3 separate regions of the Drosophila melanogaster genome follow, and regions 1 and 3 are each linked to region 2. Evidence: chromatin contacts called from public Hi-C and targeted proximity ligation data. All regions are on one chromosome and are shown on one strand. The core of a region is the stretch at or near the end of the contact, and the rest is flanking DNA. Distances in the headings are between cores, read along the strand shown. Region 1 holds the start of CG2617. Region 2 holds the start of RtGEF (Rho-type guanine nucleotide exchange factor). Region 3 holds the start of cad (caudal).

What was found. A called contact is a pair of places that touch in the nucleus more often than the background predicts.
Region 1: a contact with region 2 is called in a targeted proximity ligation map of the Kc167 cell line, with 4 times the contacts expected there. A contact is called at or near these places in 9 of 107 Hi-C or Micro-C datasets (the Clone 8 cell line, the D17-c3 cell line, the Kc167 cell line and 3 more) and 1 of 7 datasets of targeted methods (the Kc167 cell line).
Region 3: a contact with region 2 is called in a Hi-C map of the S2 cell line, with 2.1 times the contacts expected there. A contact is called at or near these places in 2 of 107 Hi-C or Micro-C datasets (the Kc167 cell line and the S2 cell line) and 1 of 7 datasets of targeted methods (the Kc167 cell line).

What each region holds. Positions count from the first base shown.
Region 1 is chr2L:20,680,145-20,683,866 of dm6, reverse strand. It overlaps CG2617, which reads right to left and starts at 1,499. Exons shown (of 1, transcript NM_136206.3): 1 at 238-1,499. The coding sequence starts at 1,418. The coding sequence ends at 594. Cen (Centrocortin) reads left to right here and starts at 2,021. Exons shown (of 2, transcript NM_136205.4): 1 at 2,021-2,248; 2 at 2,334-3,722. The coding sequence starts at 2,375. It overlaps Hr38 (Hormone receptor-like in 38), which reads left to right. Exons shown (of 5, transcript NM_057771.4): 5 at 1-405.
Region 2 is chr2L:20,348,920-20,352,201 of dm6, reverse strand. RtGEF (Rho-type guanine nucleotide exchange factor) reads right to left here and starts at 1,768. Exons shown (of 8, transcript NM_057826.5): 1 at 1,308-1,768. It overlaps La (La autoantigen-like), which reads left to right and starts at 2,190. Exons shown (of 2, transcript NM_057666.5): 1 at 2,190-3,252. The coding sequence starts at 2,278.
Region 3 is chr2L:20,768,646-20,772,224 of dm6, reverse strand. It overlaps cad (caudal), which reads right to left and starts at 1,494. Exons shown (of 2, transcript NM_057606.6): 1 at 316-1,494. The coding sequence starts at 1,117.

The DNA of each region.
Region 1 (3,722 bases), core at 250-2,749, 330 kb before region 2:
CTAGAAATGCAGAAAGCAGAAAGAGAGGTGAAACCTATAGACGCTATCACAAATGTCTATCTGATAGACATCGGTACTACCAATGCTATATTGCCAGTTGTGTAATTTACTCTTATTTGATCGTTTCATTTACCAGTTAAGAACCCAAATCATATAAGTGTTATGATGGAAGAACTATAACTTGCAATTCAATTAACTCTGCAATACGATAACAAGCAAAGCGAATCATTTCATTTCGATTTAATCTTTAATTATATATACTTAAACGATGTAAGCCCAAAACAAACGTTTTTTCTATATCTGTCTTTTGAGCAAATTAGTTATACGCAAAACCAAACCGTATTTACATAAATGTATACAAAACAAATCGTATATTTTCATTGGTTTGAAATAAATACATAAAACAATTTAACTTGTTTTACTTGATATTTTAGGTGTCTGGGAATTGAAAGCTGCATTAAAATGTTTTGTCTGTTCTGCTTTGTAAAGATTATTTGTTTTTTCTATTACAAGTGTCTTAACCAAAGACATTTGGTTAACTTCTGAGAATCATAATTACTTATAAGTTAAATTCCAATTGGCAGTCTTATATATCAAACGTAAACTGACAGGAACGACGTAATGTTGTGCCTGCAGACAGGACAGCGGTCTTCTAAAAGGAGCACGAGCTGCAGGGAGCACTCTTTGCAGAGGCAGAGGTGCCGGCATGGCATGACTACTACGTTCCTGCTTTGAGCCATGCACACGACACAGCGTTCTGGACTCGCGGATCCTGCGTTCTCTGACACATACCAAACATTGTGTATGAAGTGTTGCAATTTATGATGGGTCCATAGGTAAACGCTTTGCGTCTTCGTCGAGATTTCAATGCGTCCACGTTGCAGCAGGTAGATGAGCATCAGGTACACATAGCGGCGGAACATATAGAGAACGAGGAGCAGGGCCAATCCTATCGAGGCCCGGAACGCACTGTTCAGCAAGCTCAAGCCATGGGCCACGATTGAGTGCACCACAAAGTCTAGGAGGCAGTCCCAGAGGAATAGTATGGCCCTCGGCAGCAGCATCAGCAGCCACAAGATGCCATCACCCAGATCGATGAGTAAGTTGCAGATGAATCGGGATATGCAGTGACCAAAATCGAGTACATTCTTGAGCCCGCCTTTGGTGCCGCCGTAGAAGTAGTCCGCCACATCTAGCGTGATGAGGCCCAAGTCGCGGATGCCCTCGTTGATATTCCTGACCGCGCATCTCAACAGATTCCATCCTTTCCTGCTGCCCTCCACCAAACAGAAGCCGACGAGGTAGCTGCCCCACAGGAAGTAGTACACGCCAGTAATCACTGCATCAATCACGCTGGCCAGCGGACGCAGCAGGACCAGATCCACAAGCTCCGCTGCCCGAATTAGAGCGTCCAGCATGGCGGGGGGCTCATACTGTCCTCGAATTAAGAAAAGGAAGAAACACAAAATCAAAACAAGAACGCCGGCCGCTTAGTGTGACCAGGCGGTGGTTGGTAATTAAAGCCAAGCTATCGTTGCGATAAGGTAGCGTCAAATAATTACTTATCTTAAATATTTGTATAATTAATATATATATTTATTTTTAACACCCCACACATTATCGGTTGCACTTCCTAGATATATTTAAACTTAGATGGTATCTGAACTTTAAATACGCCAAATTCTAGGGTAACTTAAATTAATAATGTTCAAACAAATATTTTGCTTCTGTGAGCAAAGGAATTACTAAGGAGACATAACAATTTGGATTTATTAATTTTGACAACTATAAATATGCGTAATAATTAATATGGGTATTCATGTACTGATCTATTATGATATTGCATGCTTCTTTCAAAGACAATGAAAGCTCAAAAATATAATTATACATCCGTGCATTTTGCTGGTATTTCAGAATCCAACAAGGTTTCCCCAAACAACTCGCGAGGGGTTATATAAGAAAGGCGAGCTTAAATCATAGCCCTATCTGAGCAGGAATCCCCCTAATGCGAATAATCCTATTATAAATTTATTTCCGGTTCTGCTAGGAAGTTCATTTCGGTTCTTTGTCTGCAGGTCGATTGTGTATAATAAAAAGCATTAATTAACTATTCGTACATGCAGTTGCGCCCTAGTACGTAGGGCTTTTTCTGCACTCGCTGCAATACCATACTTTTTGTTTTTGGGGATGAAACAGTAAAAAAGTTACTGTTGTAGCAGTTTTCCACCATTGAGAGGACATTTGCCAAGTAATTACTGTTTGAGTTTTGCTTTGCTCACAAAGCTCTGCTGCTAAATGAACTAAAATCGATTAAATCTTTAAATTTTCGCCAGAGTTCGCATCAAGCCCAAGCTTAGAAAGGTCCAAGTCCAAGATGGAGGAATCCAATCACGGTTCGGCTGGCTGTGAAAACGTATCGCAGTTCATGCTCGATGACCTACAATTGGCAGCAGAGCTGGGAAAAACGCTCCTGGAACGCAATAAGGAGCTGGAAACCTTCATCAAGGAGTACAAGATTAAGGGGGATGAGCAGGAACTGGAGATCTTGCATCTGCGCAAGCACATTAATGCGATGACCGAGGTGAATGATTCACGGCTTAAGGTCTACGAGCAGCTGGAAGTGGGCATTCAGGATCTGGAGCGTGCCAATCAGCGGCTAAATCTGGAGAAGAATCGGGACAAGAAGCAGATTAAGACGCTGACCACCAACACGGAAGTCCTGGAAGCCCGCTGCGAGGAACTGAGTCAACTTCTGAGCGATGCTCGGCAATCCCTGAGCACCGAGCGGCGGAAGGTGGATCAGTACCAGCAGGAACGCTATAGGATGCAGCATTCGACCGAGGGTTCTGTGTCCAGTCACAGCATTCAATCGCTGTGCAAGGAGCAGAGTGTTGAGTTCTCCAAACTAGATGTTATGGCCATAGCGAACTCGACAGGATTGGAGGATATCTCCTTCAGTAATGCCACCATGTGCGAGAGGACCGCCGTTAAGGGTGAAGACAACGAGGAATTGGTAAAGCTGCTCAGCGAAATGGAGGTGTTAAAACGTGACTTCTTGGCCGAACAGCAGCGGTGCACCGAGCTGGAGGAGCAGTTGGTGACCATAATCCAAGACAACCAAGGTCTGCAGACACGTCTGCTGGAGAACAGTGCCAATGAGGGAACAATGTCGATGCACGAGGAGTTCAGCCTCCTGGACGACGTGAGACAAGGCCAAATGTGTAGTCGCTGCCTGAGGGATATTAACGAAAGCAACACCAATATGGATGATCAATCCTCCATTGCCCCAACCGAAGAAATCTACGAAGATGACGATCGCAGCATACTAAGCGAAAGCACCTCGAAATGCGATAATAGTGGTGCGGATTATAAGGAACGCTTCCGGATTCCCGAGGACCTCAATCCCAACTCTAGCGACAAACCAAATCCTTATCGGGACCTAGTCGAGAAATATGAAGCTCTGGTGGAGGTGAAGAGAACCTCGAATGCGGTCAAGAGCAACTTCACCAGCAATCCAGATGGGAAGACCATGACCGAGTCCAGTCAAGGCAAAAAATCAGAAACAATTGTTAACAGCTCAAAGGAATCTGACCTTATGTTGGATTCAACACGTAAGCGCACTCCAACCGAGTTTTCGGAATCAGAAACTACATCGTCGGGATTCTCGGATGAAACTAGCAACAAGTCTACGCAAACTGACGAGCGACCGAGTTACTTCCTTT
Region 2 (3,282 bases), core at 519-3,018:
AACACACCAAGAACGAGGTCAGCAGCGGAAATATGAAGAAACGCGGTTTCCCAGCAGACACGAGTGAAAATCAGGCGCATGATTTGACGGCCAATGTTTGTTTTGGGAAATCACAGGCCCACATACAGATATTGCCAACATGCTTTCATTAAAGCGTAAGAATAACAACCATAGGGCGCAAAGAGCCAAGTGGTTCGACGAGATCTTACCCTAGACTTTTTCACATTCCCCACATAAATATATACAAACAAATATAACTTTTTAAACCATGAAATAATTCAATTTGATTTAAATAATATTTTCTAGGGTAGCTATTTATTTTGCAAACTGCTTTTGACCTGGTGGCCGAAACCAAGATCATGTGAGAGTAAAGAAAAGCATGAATTTGCATTCAGCTTGCCACCACCTTTCATAGGAAATTCTCTTGGCAGCGGTTCAAAATTGTTCGGGTAATGATGCTTGTTGGTTCTGGGAATCCAATGGGGGAGTTTGGGGCCGGGAGGCAGGTGGCATGCGGCAGGCAGCGGCAGGCAGAACGTGCCTCCGTCGTCGTCCGGCAGTGCATTTTACTTTCGCAGCGAGTGCTAGCAAACAAACGCTTTTCGGGAGGAGCTGGAACGGATGCCCCACGAGGAGCCCTGCTATTGACCCAATGGATTATGCAGGCGGACCTCTGAACTCCAGAAACCGGCAACAAATTACTATTGCACGAGCAGCAGCAAGTTGAACAACAGTTGTGCCGAAAGTACAGGAGTCATTACATAAAATGTATTCTTGAGCTTTAAGCTTTAAATGTCCTTTGTTGGGACTAAACGATTGAAACTGTTTTTAACGTAAATAGGATTTTGTCATGTGTCTAAAAATGTATTAGATTTTCTATATAAATATGTTGCTTAAAAGAAAGTGTTGAAATACAAAAAAAAAAAAAAAAAAAAAAAAAAACCAATAATTCAGTCAACTAAATGCTTCTTGTAAGAGATATCTTCATCGATGAAGAATTTAGCAGTATGGGTATATTAAAATCTCAAGGGGAAATAAGGAAGAAAACCCGCTCTATTATTATATATGCCATATATGTATGTAAAAACCCATGGCGGTTCTTATAGGAAGGCTTGATTGTGTCTGCCGTTGTGGGGATGTCTATGATGCCTCTACTTGGATGACGCATAGTGGGGTGAATTTTCAGATGCCACTGAACCTTTGGCCAGACGAGCAGTTATTGGAAAACCTGATTCATTTCCACGGCTAGATATATTGCAGCCAAGCTGTCTGAAGGGTTTTCTTAACCACTTTAGTTTTTCGCTCACCTTCAGCTGCGTTGCGTTTTATCAAACATTTGTTGATCCGTTTGTTGTTGTTCCCTGTCGTTCGTTGAGCAATAATAGAATAGTGACTAATAGTTTAGTTTTCCAAGTTTCGTTGATTGCGCGACTTATCCACCCTTGTTATTATATATACACAATTGGTTATATAGCAAAAGGAGCACACTTTTCACTATTTATTGCCCGATTTTTTGGTTTCTTTTCTAGGCCGACGCGATTTGAACTGCTCTCACTATTTTTTTCAAATACTTGTTTACTCATATGCCGATTCCGTGGGGCTGGGGTCAACTGGTTGGAGCGCCCGTTTGTGAACCAGGTGCACGTATTTAGGCACTTTTAGCAACTCTCTTTTCCCATGGCAAACATAAATAAAACACAGCGCTCGACCAAAATAGAAACCTAGAAAACCAGGGCTGCAATCGGCCGCAGCCAAACTAAAGATGTGTACGTGCCAACAGGTCCTCGGCATCGATAGGGCTATCGGGGAGCATTCCGTAACTTTGCATCGATAGTTTTGGAGTAAATTGATAAATCACATTCAAAAATAATATAAACCACTTTTCGTCACATATATTTTGAATTATAAGTTTTAGTTTGGTATGTTCTTGTTTTTGAATATCGCGGTAATTGTAAATGAGTAAAGGTTTTTTTTTAATTCTTGTTGATATATTACCATTACCACTACTACAAAAATTAAATAATCAAACGTATATTTTCAAAGCCTTTAAATAATACATAGTCAAGACAAAGACACTAGAATTCTAGGGTCTTTGGTCAAGATGTCCGCACTGCATTTTCAAGTTAATGCTTGGCGCTAGTCACGGTTTTTGACCTGTGCATCTCTATCACGGCATTTCGGGGCTAGTGTTGTCAAACGCCGTGACTCATTTTACCGATTTCACACGTGTTTCAGTGAGCGCACATTTCAGTTCTTTGCGAAATTTTCACAGCTAAAATGGCCGAAGTTGCTGAAACCCCGAGTGTGGAAGCCCAGGAAGAGGTAGCACAGCCCGCCGAGGCGCAGGTGCTGGAGGCGAAGAACGGCGACGCCAAGAAGGACCCGGCTCCCGCAGCAGAGGAAGCCGCTGGCGGCTTCACCAAACAGGAGCGCGCCATAATCCGGCAGGTAGAGTACTACTTCGGCGATGCCAATCTGAATCGGGACAAGTTTCTGCGCGAGCAGATCGGCAAGAACGAGGACGGCTGGGTGCCCCTGTCGGTGCTCGTTACCTTCAAGAGATTGGCCTCCCTGTCCACGGACTTATCTGAGATCGTGGCTGCCCTGAACAAATCCGAGGAGGGCCTCGTGGAGATTAGCGAAGACAAACTTAGCCTGCGTCGCCATCCGGAGCGTCCTATTCCAGAGCACAACGAAGAGCGGCGCAAGGAGATCCAGGAGCGGACCGCATACGCCAAGGGCTTCCCCCTAGATTCGCAGATTAGCGAACTGCTCGACTTTGCTGCCAACTACGACAAAGTGGTCAACCTGACCATGCGCAAGCACTATGACAAGCCCACCAAGTCGTACAAGTTCAAGGGCAGCATCTTCCTTACTTTCGAGACCAAGGACCAGGCAAAGGCCTTCCTCGAACAGGAGAAGATCGTTTATAAGGAGCGCGAGCTGCTGCGTAAATGGCAGGTGGACTACCTTAAGGAGAAGCAGGAGGAATACGCCCAGAAGAACGAGAAGCGCAAAAACAAAAAGGAGGCCAAGCCTGAGCCTGCCTTCGAGCTGCCCAAGAACGCCATTGTTGTCTTCGAGGGCGCTCCGGAGACATCTAGCCGCGAGGAAATTCGCGAAGCCTTCGAGAAGATCAAGGACTTCGAGGTGGCCTACATTGAGTTCGCCAAGGGCGAAACCAAGGGCTCTGTGCGGCTGACGGAGGCCGATGCGGCCGAAAAGTACATTGCCAAGGTGGAGGAAGGCAAGGTAAGAATCAGAATTGGGATTATAACTTTT
Region 3 (3,579 bases), core at 245-2,744, 420 kb before region 2:
GGCGGATGCGGGAGAAACCCAAGCGCAGGGTACGCGGAATCGAAGGTCAGTGGAATGACTAAGTAGCTGAATACACAAAAATTCGGGTAATCGAGGTCTTTCGGACTAAAAGCCTTCGGTGAGTAAGATCTTATTTCACATTCGATTAAAAAAAAAAAACTCATACAAGCTAGTGACAATGGCAAGCATAGACCTTAACTTTGCAGTAAAAGCAGGTTATTAGCCTTACTCATAAAGTTATGAAGTAACCGATCATACCCCCTCATAAAACACTAAATCTGTATTTAATATATTCTTGGGTCTCTAAGGACTCACCTGGTTGTGGTTGTGCTGGATAGGCGGGCTTCTTCATCCAGTCGAAGTATGGCGGCTTCGATGGCGATGTCCTGTTGTTGTTGCTCACCGAATTGTTATTGTTGTTGTTGTTATGGGTGGATGGGCTATTGTTGTTGTTGTTGTTGTTGTTGTTGTTGTTGGCGACGGCACTCAAATGGTGTGCCAAGTGATGATGCGGCGACGAGGCAGAAGTCGGCGCCCCCGGGCTAGAGATTTCCGAGCCCGAAACGGTAATCGGTGGCGACGGCAGACCTTCGGCGATGTGCTGCTGATGGTTGGGTGGTGCGGAACCTGGTCCTCCATCGGTGGCCCCGCCAACACCACCGCCACCGCCTGCTCCTCCGACGCCGATGCTGCTGTTGGTCTCGTTGAGCTGGGGCGCACCCGGTGCACCACCGCTACTGCTGCTCCCGGAACTGGCGGAACTGCTGGAGGCATGGGCGTGATGATGGTGGTGCTGCTGCATCAGCTGGTGGGCCGACGTGGGCACATTCTGAACGAAGTTATCCGCCGTGCTCGAGGCGGGTGAGTGCCACTCCCCGGCAGAGGCCGCCGCCGCCGAGTGGAACATGTGATGGGAGTTGTAGTACATCTGGTGGGCAGCGGCCGCGTGGTGGGCGGCATGCGAGGAGTCCACATCGCCCAGGAACTGGTGGTTCGGCGGCGTGTGGTGGTAGTTGGGCGTCCAGTTCCATGGCTGGCCCGCCGCTGAGGCATAGGCCAAATTGGCGGCACTGTGCTTTTGTGTGTAGGGCAGTGTGTTGTAGTAGTGCGAAACCATTTTGAGGTTAGATTAGGTGCGCTTTCTCCGAAGATAGTCCCAGTGCTCGGTCCGGTGTCCAATAATCCGGCGTTAATCTCTAAGTCTTATCACTTTGATGGCCAATATGTTTTAGTTGCACATTTTCTGGAGTTTCAGTTTGGGTTATAATGGATATATTTTGCTTTGTCAATCTTTACAGTTATCACTGGCTGGTGATGTGTTTTTTGGGAGCACAGTAACATACGACCGAGATATCGATAATATTTCGAAACGCTATTTTTCAGCACTCACTCACGAGATGGATTTTTGTTTTGCAGGGCTAATCTACTAATTTGAAATGTTATTCCGTGCGTGGCGACGTCAACTCAGTATGCAGGTCGAACACGTACTGAAACGTAGAGCAAGACTCGACTGATAAAAAACTCAAAGCAGTGGAAAATCAGATAAACAGGCAGAGAGGCTCAAAAAAAACAACCACCGCAGTCGGCACTCACTAGTTGTCTCTTTCTAGCGCACGAGCAGTGCCTTTACTTGGGCGTTTTTAACCCTCATTTCCGTTGCTCGGTCGAAATTCAAGATGGCCTGAGTGCTTGACTACCGCTATCTCCGTCTGTCTGGTGCTCCGTCTCTTTCGCACCGGTCTGCGATGGCTGGCAGGCAGGTGGCCACGCCCCATTGAGCCAGGTATGCAGTTTGTCGTAATATCTTGGCCAAGAAAACCCCTTTTCCTTTATGGCCCGCTTTCGATTTGTATGTACTTTAATTGCAATTGCCGTTGGCTAATTAAGTAATTGCGGAGATGCGTGTGTATTATGCAATTAGTGGCTGTAAAATTATGTTGCCACGGTCGTAATAGTCGCGATATATGTACCTCTATCTGGGGAATAATCAATGTTTTATCCTCCGGATTTTATTCTCCATATCCATATACCGTGTTTGATCTGCACACACTTGATGTCCAGACTTTTGGTGTTTGCCAAGCAATCGCTGTTTATATGGGCGCCTCGATATTGTCAAAGCACTATTGTTCGGTTCTAGTTGTAAAGCTAATGCCATAATTGACATGTAAGCAGCGATAAAAATTCGCAGGGAACTCAAATATAGCGGAAGAAGTCTGGCATTGATAAGGTGCAAGATGTGATACAAGGGGCTTATGTAAAAAAAAAAGATGGTACTAAAAATGAGGTGATCTTTTGACGGATCTATCATTTAATGTAAATCGAAAGTTTCCAGCTTCATTACCAAAAATATGACTAATCAATTTAAATTCCCATGAGAACTTATTTTCGATCAAACTTCGCTGGAAGTTTAACAAATGGGTGGAATTGAAATATCGATTATTATTTCATAACGACTTTAGCAAAAGTGTTACCCATTTCGTGAAGCAAAAGGCAAAATTGGCCCAATACGGTAAAGAATTAATAATATCAATAAACCCATTTACAAAACCTCCTCACTAACATAAAAACTAATAATTGAACGCAATTTGAATAATAATAAATAAATTGATTTATTTATAATTTATGACAGACACGCGTGTGATCATAAGATTGCAAACGCGCCTAATTATTATAATATATTGGCAATATAACAAATTCCAAATATTCATATTGTGGCATTAATTATAAAACTATACATGTAATATACCCTAAGATTAGAATGTGAAATCATTGTCCAATTATTTTCAAACTATCTGACTATAATTTTTCCTTACACAAAGGAATATAATATATTCATTGGAATAAGGTATAGTTGGTTAAACATATTCCTGCCTCACAAATTCCAGGTCAGCTAACACCATTCTTATTAATTTTTCGCAAGAATTTCGATACCACACAGCTACTCCCAATTGTAATCCCTAAAAAGAACGCTAAGCTCGCGCCGATTGAGTAATCCCGAGATTCCAGAAATCCTCTCTAAATCTGTAAAAAATAAATTCATTGATTGCCGCGATGTTCGATGCTCGGTATGGGATCGTAAAACTGCAAACTGCAAATGTCGCGTCAAATAATTAGAAGTGAATGCAGCTGACACAATGGAGGATAACCGACATATCCCCGAAAAGGACTCGGCGGAACACGGGAACAGAAGCACACCGGGCAGTTGGCCTCGCGAGGGAGGTACTCAATACTCACTTATTAACGCTGAACTACCAAAAACTGGTTCGGGTTCGTTTGCAAACAAAAAACCCCTTAATGTCCGTAAGACAAAACATGTTGTAAAACAATCGAAGGCCCGCGCACAAAAGGTGATTTTATGATTACGCGAACGCGATCGCTTTCGCCATAACCATCGCCATTGCGACCCAAAGACCAGAATACAGAAACCAGGATGCGATCGTAGAGGTCGCACGGGAACGAGGACACCAAACAAGGCCTGTAAGGTGGTGCTGATGCGTTGACCTGCCCATCGATCGGCCCATAAAATTCACACAACAATTAGGCAGCCACAGCCCAGATTTGTTTTTTCCTCTTTTTCGC